2 separate regions of the Danio rerio genome follow, and region 1 is linked to region 2. Evidence: chromatin contacts called from public HiChIP or PLAC-seq data. All regions are on one chromosome and are shown on one strand. The core of a region is the stretch at or near the end of the contact, and the rest is flanking DNA. Distances in the headings are between cores, read along the strand shown. Region 1 holds the start of mark3b (MAP/microtubule affinity-regulating kinase 3b). Region 2 holds the start of zpax1 (zona pellucida protein AX 1).

Region 1 (5,728 bases), core at 3,224-5,723, 180 kb after region 2:
GTGTCTACACAACAGACAATAAATAGATGATTCAGTTTTTTTATGACAATCACTACAGAAGAAATATGCATCATGGTGTCACTCAGTAGCACAAAAGATATTATATTGTATCAGTGTAATGGAAACTGTTGCACTGTTTTTGAAAATATTAAAAGTTAATATTTACTCCCCAATCTTATGAATCGATCGCAAGTGTTCATTCGATTTTACACACAGAGATGCAGGTGCACACCCGGGAGTGCTACAACACGTGAGAAGATAAATAACGCATGGTTCGTGCTGCACTCCCAACACAGCAGCTAAAATATATACTGACGTGGTGCGACCTCTATTCATACATTTTATTGGCATGGCCCTCGCGAGAGATGCTCTCATGTTGCAACCATTGTACTGTATATCCAGTGTTTCGATCTGCTGTGACTGGTGTCTTATCCAACCCTATGACCTCTGACGGAAGATTTGCGGTTCTCCCGCCTATTCATAGCTGCTAAGGGAAATCATGGCGACAAGAGTGGATGAGCAAGAGAACAGATCGCAAGAAACACATTGATGTTTTAAGCATTACATTTGTTAGGTTAAATTAATAGATATAACTTTTTGTAATATACTTATCAGTGGTGTAAACAACCAATTACAAGTACTCAAACTACTGTAATTGAGTAGTTTTCTCAGGAATAGTAATTTACTAAGTAGGTTTAAAAATGTGTACTTTTACTTTTTACTTACTTTGCAAATGAGTCCATTTTTAGTGATGTATCTTTACTTTTAATGCCAATACTTTCCTTCAACCTGCAGTCACTACTTTATTTTTCTTGTCTATGTAGATTAGAATATTCAGTCCTGTGATTCCTGTCCAATCAAATCGCACATATATGTAAATCACATCATAATGAACTACCGCAAGACATGGTGATTTATAATTGCAGCAAACTGTTTAAAAGCATTATAAGTGTCCAAGAAAATGTTCAAAAGTCTTTACACGCAATGACCTAGAGTCTGTTTAGATGCATGTCACTTCTGAGAAGATTACAGATGTTTACTGCATGATGACCGAAATAGCCTTAAACACCCAGCAGGCACAAGACCTCTACATGACGTCAGATTAAAGTTGTACCGTGATGTCGTGGAGACGTTGCATTATGTTTGGAAATGAGAATCAGGTTGACGTCAGAACTATCTAAATATCAACATCTAATGAGATTACAACTTGACGTTATGATGACGTTTATCAGACGTTGGATTTTGGTTGCCATACCTGACGAATAAATGTCAGTGTTTGACGTCAATATGACGTTGGTTTAGGAGGACGACACAACCTAAAGTCAACCAAATATCAATGTCATTTGATGTTGTTATTAGACATCAAAATAACGTTGTCCTTAGACGCTGGCTAGACATGGAATTTTGGTCACCCGATATCACAACTTAAATCTAACCTAATATTTAAGTTTTATGACGTTGTGTGCCTGCTGCACAATAACTAAATGCACTACAGAATGTTACGTTTACACAAATCCACAAATTACATGTAAATGCATCAGCTTTTTATAGCGTAATACTCACAACTCGAGTACTTTTGAAAGGGCTTACTTTGAGTAATATTTACAACAGATACTTTTACTCTACTTGAACTACATTTTTAGGCAAGTAATAGTACTCTTACCCAAGCATAAATTTACAGTACTCTTTCCACTGATACTTACTGCAATAAACAGAACTTTATAGGCCTATTTTCTTGACATTTTTAAAGGATTATATGCAACATTATTTATTTATTCTCTTAGTAAAATCTCCACTTAGGTATCATACTTGGAGGGGAAAATGTGCTTTATGCATCCTAAAGCATTAAGCATTTGAATCGCTTGGTATCGTTCAATCATAAGGAATCGAACCTCTGTATCAGCTTTAAAAATCCTGATCGGAGCATCCCTAATCAAGCAGAAAGACTTTTACACTATAGAAATAACGGTTACACAGTACCTATTAGGGCAGGGATGTCAAACTCAATTCCTGGAGGGCCGCAGCCCTGCACAGTTTAGTTCCAACCCTGCTCAATCACACTTACCTGTATGTTTCAAACAAGCCTGAAGGACTCAATTAGGCTGTTTCTCAATATGCCTTCTTCAGCAGTCTTGTGTCCTCGTGTAATGTCAAATCAGCTGCTAAAGTTCACTTCCAATACTCAAGACAACAAGAACAGAGGATGCGTGAAACTTCCCGGATGTGTTTTTGATATCGAGGACGCACCAATGCAGACTTGAGCACCGAACTTGCTCTAGAAGTCCCAGAAGTCATTGCGACTGGAGGTGGGAAGCGCAGCACTTAATATGGGTTTATTATTAAAGTTCAGAGAGATAACGTATTTACCTCAGGAGTTCCCCTAAATGAAACGGTGAATATAAACATTACCATGGACATCTTAATCAAGGGAATAAACACATTAAGGGTGTTTGTTTGCTGAAATTCATATTAAAATCTGTTTTATTTATACTGTGCAACGTATATTTATAATGTTTTTTATGCAGTGTATATATTTTGAAAAGGGGGAAAACAGAAAATTGCTGTATGAATGCTGTAATGTTAAAATAATTTTCCATTTAAAACCCGTGAAGGTCACGTGACCATCAGGAAGAACGCAGCATCACATTTCTCACAGCTCTCTGTTCTCTTGGTCTCCCGAGTTCGTTCTTCCGAGGACACCGGTCCACAAGAACGCAAGTCTGTTATCTGCGTTCTTGGAATTGAAAAACAGCCTTGGTTTGATCAGAAGTGTTTAATTAGGGTTGGAACTAAACTGTGCAGGTCTGCGGCCCTCCAGCAATTGAGTTTGACATCCCTGTATTAGAGTATATATATATATATATATATATATATATATATATATATATATATATATATATATATATATATATATATATATATATATAGTAATTGTAAGTCAGAAAAATAATTTTATGTTACTTGGATATGTTATGTAAATGTATGTGTTATATTATTATTTTTCAAAGAGCAACATAGGCAAAAATTTGAATATATTACTTTATTTACTGCCTTTAGAGCAGAAATAGTTACAAAAGTAACAATATCACTCTGAAAATCTGAGAGTGTATCACTCTGTGGCATCAATGAATGTTGCATTACAAATGTTGAATTACTTAGTAACGTTTAACTTTTACACTACAGGAATCGATGCTATACTGTAGCTGTACATGAAACAGTTTAATTAAAGGGGAAATAGTATCACTAATGAACACATTGGGGTAAATTTGGTTTGATATTTGCATATTCAGACTTTCTCCTTAATAAAACAATTTCAGACAAGTATTTGCAAATTCTATGAAAATCAAATTAGCAGCCAATGGCTATCAAAGTAAACATTGTTCACAGTCAACTAAGTAGTGCTAATGTTGTTTTGAAGTCATGCTTGTACAATATTCAAACTGGCATTGTAAACAATAAAGGGTATTAGTCACTGAATGAGTATTTTCACTGAACGAATGTGCGAATATAAACCAAGTTGACCTCACTATTGAACACTACTGCTACAGTGTATCACTGATGTGTTACTTTGTAACATTATATAGGAAATATTTGTTACAGGAAGTCGCTCTAGGGTGACTTGACAGTTCTTTTGCGGAGTGAAGCTGCGCGTGAGAGTCACGCCGTAATGCGCCCTGCTGTTTATTCCTTAAAAGCTGTCACACCGCTTGCTTACTTGGCGATGTAAAAAACCACACAGGACAAACATTACATTCACAACCCTATTAACAGTTTCATTAACGCGCAAAGCTCACTCTAAAGTTTCCAAGTCCATTAGAATTCGCAAAAATAAATATTTGGATAAAAAAAACACTCCAACGAACTCTTTTCATACTCACGTTTTCTGTATCTCTCTCATTGACAGTAGGTAGTGGTGTTCTAGTTGACATTTTAATGTGTCTTTATCTCCAAAGTGGACCCGAGTCTGATCACAGCAACCTTTAGTTCGCAGGGTGGACAGCTGCCGGACACCAGCTGATGAAGACCATGGAGTGGATCGACATCCAAACCAGATTCCAGCACGAGTAACAGATCCAAGATTAATGCAATAACGTATCCAGACGCATAACGGCACACAACAGGTCACCGGCGACACAAAGCAGCAACTCTCCGCAAAAGACCTGGCAACCGACAGGTCATAACCAAACCATCGTCCTGGATTACTTTAAAAAACTTTGCGAGAAGTGCCTATTGTAAAACTCAAGCACAAACAATTCCCAGGCCCCCTCAGAAACTGCACACAGCGTTCAGACAAGGAAAAAAGGGGAGGGGGCGTCCGCTTCAAACCGGTTCTGGGTCTTAATATAGGCTTTCTGAATGCGCGGTCTCGTTCATGTGCTCCAGACGATCTGCTCTAAATCACTCCAGGTTGATTAAATTCCTCCCATCCCGAAGAGTGTGGTTTTGCCAGTCTAGATAGAGCTCCGTCCAAGATGGCTGCGTGCTGGCTGATGGTGCCAAGCCAAACCCAGCGCTGCGCAGCCGGAGGAAGTGAGGACAGAGGCGGCTGCTAGAGCTCATTGGCCGGCGCGCCGCTGTTTGTTGTTGCTGGGGTGATTACTAAGGAGAAAAATGTACCTGTCGCACAAAAAAATGCCCGGCAAAATAACTCAGCGGCAGTGCTCTATCGTCAGATCCTGTGGGAAACTCTTATCAGACTTAAATAAATGACTTGTTCAAACTACTTATTTGAAACGAGTTGAAAACACAGTTCTTGTTTTTTCTTTAGAACAAGCAGTTTTATGTTCAATCCACTTAAATATTTATAGTAATCCACTGTAAAATTATTGTGTTGGGAGTGGGACAATATTGTGTAGTATTTTTTTTTACAATGATAGTCCACCACATCACATTTCTGCCATCATCTTTCCATTCATATAGAGGTAAACTTGGTTTTATATTCGCACATTCATTCATTTAGCAGTCTCTATATTGTTTACCATGTTACTTTGAATGTTTAATCGGGATTAGCTTGCAAATATTACTTCAAAACAACATTAACACTATCTAATTCACTGTGATGTTGTACTTTTGTCATTTGCTAATAAGATTTCCCAATTTAGAATTTGCAAAGAATACTTTTCTGAAATGACATTATTAAAGAGAATGTCTGAATATCCGAATATAAAACCAACTTTATCTATATTCCATTCATTCATTTTCCTTCAGCTTACTCTCTGATTTATCAGAGGTTGTCAGTGGAATGAACTGGCAACTAATCCAGCATATGTTTTATGCAGCGGATACAAACTTGTATTAATTTTTTTCTTCTGCAGAGAATCAAACAGTTGCTAGTCCCGATGCCTTCCACAGTATTATTTTCTCGATTATAAAGAGAATATATTACAGGTTTGGATTAATTTAAGGGTGAGTATATGAACCGTTTTGAACAAATAACGGTAAATGAAAAGAAAATCTCACAGATAAATAGACAGACAGACAGACAGACAGAGAGATAGATAGATTTTCTATAAATTATGCTTTTATAAACAATATGAGTTTAAAAATAAGAATAGTTTATTTACATTTAAATTATTGATTATTATTTTTATTTTTTAAAAATTACAGTTTATTGAATTCTTTAGTCTATCTAATAAATAAAAATGCTATCTATCTATCTATCTATCTATCTATCTATCTATCTATCTATCTATCTATCTATCTATCTATCTATCTATCTATCTATCTA
Region 2 (5,756 bases), core at 2,603-5,102:
ATCCAGTCACAGTTGGGAGAACTGGATGGGGAATGGCAGTTAGTTGAGAACTCCCTACATTAAAATACAGAGTTTTATGTGCAAACACTTACCGATATCTTGAAAGGTTACTTGAACAGATGTGACATAGGAGAATGCAACGTATTCAGGAACAATCATAAAACCGTAGATGATTGGAAGAGTATACGTCGTAGCCAGCAGATCAGTTTGCTGCAATTAAATGGTTCAGTGAGAAGCAACAAAACAGCCCCACATATTAAGTCAATGATTAACACTTACAGTTCTCACAACCAATGTATCAGTGAAAGGGACATTAAGTCGAAATGATTTGGAGCCATTTTGGAAGACTTGATCCTGTATGTTGAAGCCCCTTGCATTGGCCTCCATCACAGTGAGGACAACCCCGGAAAAGGTGATGTTTACCAACTCAACATCATGAAGAAATGGACCCAAGACCACATCAAATATCCTTTGTTCCACCACAGTGACTACAAGACAAACAAAGTAATCAAACCAAGAAAAGACTTCATAAACTAGCATCAAATGCCATTAAACCAGGGGTGTCCAAACTCATGCTGGAGGGCCAGTGTCCTGCATAGTTTAGCTCCAATTTCCTTCAACACTCCTCCCTGGACGTTTGTAGTATACCTAGAAAGAGCTTAATTAGCTAGTTCAGGTGTTTAATTGGGGTTGGAGCAAAAATATGCAGGACACCGGCCCTCCAGGACAGAGTTTGGACAGCCCTGCATTAAACTATTGAAGAACATATGGGCAAGAACATGCAGTAAGACTGGAAAACTGCTACAATTGTAATTAGGGATGCACATTAGGTTTCAGCATTGATACTCAATGTAAACATTTGTGGTTAAGGAGCATCAATAAAGTTTAATGCATGTAGAAACAATTCTTAATTATGCATTCAATTTCTGTACCCACTATTGTTTTATTGCCCTGAAAACAAGTCAATGGCTATTAAACTTTGCTCCATTTTATTTAGCTATGCTTTCACTCACTTACAAGATACTAGTTAATCAAAATAAAGCTACATTTACCTAATGTAACCATTTAAGTCACTTGGTGAAATTACTAAAACTGCAATAAATTTTATGTCATTTGAGAAATACGGAGCAGCCCTACTTGTAAATGTCAGAGTCAACAACTCACGGTCAACAAGCTGGAGTGGTCTAGGCATAAGAGGGGTCTTGACAGGGAAGAGTACCCTGTATCTAGTTGAATCCATGCCTCCCTCACTCCACAGCAACTCCAACATTGGCTCGATGACATATCTGGTGTGGTACAGGTTTTCCACAACACCGCTCTACAAAAACAGAACCATTAGCTTGGGCTCAAGAGTTAAGCTACGGTCACACTAGAGTTTGTGCAAAATTCTGTTATACACCACTGCGAAAGGGGCAGGATTAAACAAACTTAGCCATTTATAAAAAAAAAACTAAAATAAAGCGATTTCTCCATGTTTTAAAATTCTGTCCAGAGAGGTCATGTTTTGATCCTCGATTGGTCTGGCGCAGTCAAGCGATGCGATTTCGCAGTTAGCAGTTCACCAAGCTTGAACTTTGCACCGCAGCAATCTGCGAAACTTGACGCATGACCCTGCATTTCCGGTCTGACGCATTCATGTGCATAAGGATGAAGGTCTATGGGAGGAAAAGCCCAGTGTGACCACAGCTTTAAAAAAAGGCTAAACTCATGAGAAAACAAACCTTGGTGTAGCCATCTGGTCCACCGATAGGCAATTTCATTACAATGAAATCATCATTCCTCGTTAAGATGAAGCCTCTAGCAGCCATGTGCGCAGAGTCAATAAGCCTTCCATCTATTCCCATTAACATCTCATGGATAATGATGTCAGATGTACCCAATAAGTGATTTTTCCAGGGGAAAGACCAGGTGATCATTTCATCAGTGAAAGAAAGCCCACCTGCATACGAAGAAACGGTTTAGCCTTGTCAAAGCCAGAACTTCAGGGTTTACCAGTCAAAAGTACTATGGCTTATGGATAAATTTAACTGCAACCCAGTTTAGGTTTTGCACTGACAAATTAGTAATTTAAAATGTATTTATTTTATTTTTTTAAATTGACCCATTTAAGATCATGTGAACGAAGCCCTCAACATTCACCAGTTAAAAATGGGAATTTACAACATTTTAGTAGGCCCAAAAAGTCCCCTTTTGCATTACACCCCCATTTATTGAAATTAAATGGTCCAACAAGTCATGGTTAAGTATTATTTTAGCTCAGGTTATGTCACACCATAGGACATGGTAATTTAAGTGCCTTTTTTCCACTTCATTCTTAGAAATTCTGTAAAAAGGAATTGGAGCAAAGCACACCTACCAATTGGACATGCGGCAACAGTATCCAACATGGTTACGGACCACTGTTTCTTGAAGTAGGTGGTCACCTTGATGATCTTCATCGGCACTCCACTTACCTGTTACAGCAGTTGCAATATTAGCTAAAAGAAACCTACCAAAGCAAGCTTTAAGATTCTAGTACTTACATTCTCCACATAAGTCTCTGGCATATCATAACCAGTTCGGATGGCCAATCGAGACCTGGTAGTTGTTATTCCATGTCCTGCCTTTAAGGCATCCTCCAAAACCATGGCTTTTTGTTCAGGCGTGAAAAACACCATCCTCCAGATGTTGTATTTGGATGTAATGGCCTGGGAAGCAGACACTGGATAAAATGAAATGTGCCAAGTGGATTCAAATTAAAGCCTTGAACCTCCATACCTCAGAAACCGTGCCGGCCCACTGATTAGATGAAAATGCTCTGGCCAGTTTAGGCTTTTGCCTACGCAAAGCTGTAATCTCCTCTGGCATTCGATTAACAGAGACCTACAGAAGAAATCAGTCATTAATGAAATCTTTAAACATCCAAAAGATCACCTTTCATGTCAAGTGGCAAACAACCCAAGCCTTTACCTCCATATAATTGCGTTCGCAAAGGATTTCCCGAGAAGCCCATCGGTCGTAGGTACAGGATTTAGTCACTGGATAAACGTCGCTCTGCATGTTATTACGACCACGTACCCGGACACGCATGTCAACCTCCATGACTGTATCATCCTGAATTAAAATTACAGAGTTAACAAATAAGGAAGGATAACAGTAGTTTGCAAAGTCAGAGAGCCAGTTACCTCATCGCCTGCAAAACAGTTAAGAATAGATGCAAAAATTCTGTGGTTACCCCAAGGATCAGAGTCTACACTAAAACCACATTTTGCAGCCAGGGCTGGGGTTAGAGGTTCAATTTGGGATCCATCTGAAGGAGAAAAATGGGGAGAAAGTCAGTTAAGAGGATGCAAATAACCAGATTTCCAGCATTGGCTATTACGGTGTTAAAGAGACACTTACTGACAACATCAATCTCAACCTGGTTTCCGAAAGCTATAGACTTGTCTATGGTTAGCTTCATATAACTTCCCAGACATTCAGTCCTCAGGCCTGTTCCTGGGGAAATAGTAAAATAGAAGTAAGTAAATGGAGACAACAGGAAGAACCAATAGATTCAGAGGAATATACAAGAACATACTTTGGTTAAAATTCTGTGCTGCCACCAAATCAAAATTTTTCACTTGTTGTTCAACGAACTTTTGGGACAAAACCACAACCATCAACAGCCATAGAGTACTGAAAGGAAGAAATACTAATGAGTAACAAGCAAGATAAACAAAACCCCATATACAAAAAAATTTAACTCACCAAATCCCAAGAAGCCATGACATCCTTGCTCAAATAACAGGCCCTTCTGTTTCCAGGTGGTCAAATGTTATAGAAACCACCACAATTTAAACCCTTCAAGCTACAACAGCTCAAAGCAGTGTATGAAACGCCGTTTGAAAGGAACGGTATAAAAGGGATCTTGTGCACAGGTGATGCCAATCAGCAACTAAACACCAGGTGTCATGAGTTAATAATCATGAGCAGCATTCAGAGGGAGAATTCCTAAAGATCATTGGATTACATGCAAGTTTCTGAAAGCAACAGAAACTATTTCAAATTCAAAGATGTTTTTAATAACTACTCCAGGCCCTAAAATGATAGAAATATTTGATTTTCTTTAGTTTTATATGCTATTATCTACAAACATAATTAAATGGTCTTGTTTAATTCTGACAAGCTACACCCAGATGCTATAAAAGCTCTTATAAAATGCAACAAAAGCAGTATACAAAAAGCATAATTACAAGCAAAATACACTTTTAAAGAATGTGTTTATTTAAAAAAATTGTTGCATCATTGGTGATTTAATGGTATATTTTACAAAAGTTACACTATGTAGTTTGGCTGCTTTTTTGCAAAAAAAAAAAAAAGGTTTTGAGGGACCTGAAAACTTTTTTTCTCCACATTTCAAAGCACAAGTGTTCAGAAACCAACATTACTGTGTAAAACAAAGAACCATGAAAATGCTTACATCAAGTGTGTTCAGTGTGTGTGTACCGTGTTGCAATCTCAAGCATCACAAGCTGTTTTCTACAGCTAAAAAAAAAATAGCTAGAAATAAATGACCCCGGAATGTTTTTAGGTGGAAAGGCATACATTAAAAAATATTTAATTAAAAAAAGCAGACTAGAGGATTGTGTTGTTTGCTGTTTACAACATACATGGGACATGGGATCAGCTTTCACTGCTATGCAGATGATGCTCAATTATATATTTTAACTAAACCTGATGAGATGTCTGAACTGTCTAAGCCAGGGGTGTCAAACTCAATTCCTGGAGGGCCAAAGCCCTGCAGTTTAGTTCCAACCCTGCTCCAACACACTTACCTGTAGGTTTCAAACAAGCCCTGAAGGACTCAATTAGTTTGATCAGGTGTGTTTAGTTAGGGTTGGAACTAAACTGTGCAGAGCTGCGGCCCTTTTGGAACTGAGTTTGACACCTGTGGTCTAAGCTAACTGAGTGTATTAAAGATTTTAAAGACTGGATGACTAACAATTTTCTTATCTTAAACTCAGACAAAACAGAATTATTACTTATTGGGCCTAAATCTTGTACACAGCAGATCTCGCAACTTCACCTCCAATTAGAGCAGGGATGTCAAACTCAATTCCTGGAGGGCCGTAGCAATGCAGTTTAGTTCCAACCCTGCTTCAACACACTTACCTGTAGGTTTCAAACAAGCCTGAAGGACTCAATTAGTTCGATCAGGTGTGTTTAATTAGGGTTGGAACTAAACTGTGCAGGGCTCCGGCACTTTAGGAAACGAGTTTGACATCCCTGAATAAGAGGGATACAAAGTTAGCATTAGCTCTAGTATAAAAGATCTAGGTGTCATATTAGACAGCAATTTAACTTTTGAAAATCATATACTCCATGTCACAAAAACTGCCTTCTTTCATCTGAGAAATATCATTAAGTTACGAAGTATGCTATCCATCTCAGATGCATTATGAAGTCTTATTATGACTTCTAGACTGGATTACTGTAATGCTCCGTTCGCTGGCTGCCCAGCATCCTCTATTAACAAACTTCAGCTAGCTCAAAATGAGAGTTCTTACCAGTTCTAGAAAATAAGATCATATCACCCAATTTTATCCTCCTTACACTGGCTGCCTGTTAAGTTTCGTATTGAATTTAAAATATTGCTTCTCACCTATAAAGCTCTAAATAATCTAGCTCCTGTTCATCTAACTGACCTTCTGTCTCGCTACAATACAACCTGCTCTTTAAGATCTCTTTAAGAATAGCAAAGTCGAGTAAAGAAGGTCGAGCCTTCTCATTTATGG

Evidence for each region. HiChIP or PLAC-seq counts read pairs in DNA pulled down with a chosen protein or histone mark.
Region 1: an H3K4me3 HiChIP or PLAC-seq map of gastrula embryo shows a contact between it and region 2, with 2.6 times the contacts expected there. The contact joins the promoter of mark3b here to the promoter of zpax1 in region 2. A contact is called at or near these places in 1 of 18 Hi-C or Micro-C datasets (an unstated tissue) and 2 of 4 datasets of contacts at active chromatin or transcription factors (embryo and gastrula embryo).

Annotation. Positions count from the first base shown.
Region 1 is chr20:47,227,680-47,233,407 of GRCz12tu, forward strand. mark3b (MAP/microtubule affinity-regulating kinase 3b) reads right to left here and starts at 4,474. Exons shown (of 18, transcript NM_001076575.2): 1 at 3,879-4,474. The coding sequence starts at 3,929.
Region 2 is chr20:47,046,480-47,052,235 of GRCz12tu, forward strand. It overlaps zpax1 (zona pellucida protein AX 1), which reads right to left and starts at 3,853. Exons shown (of 21, transcript NM_212718.2): 1 at 3,730-3,853; 2 at 3,560-3,657; 3 at 3,382-3,477; 4 at 3,165-3,289; 5 at 2,950-3,093; 6 at 2,758-2,862; 7 at 2,523-2,687; 8 at 2,357-2,453; 9 at 1,722-1,939; 10 at 1,165-1,318; 11 at 280-488; 12 at 93-210; 13 at 1-21. The coding sequence starts at 3,752.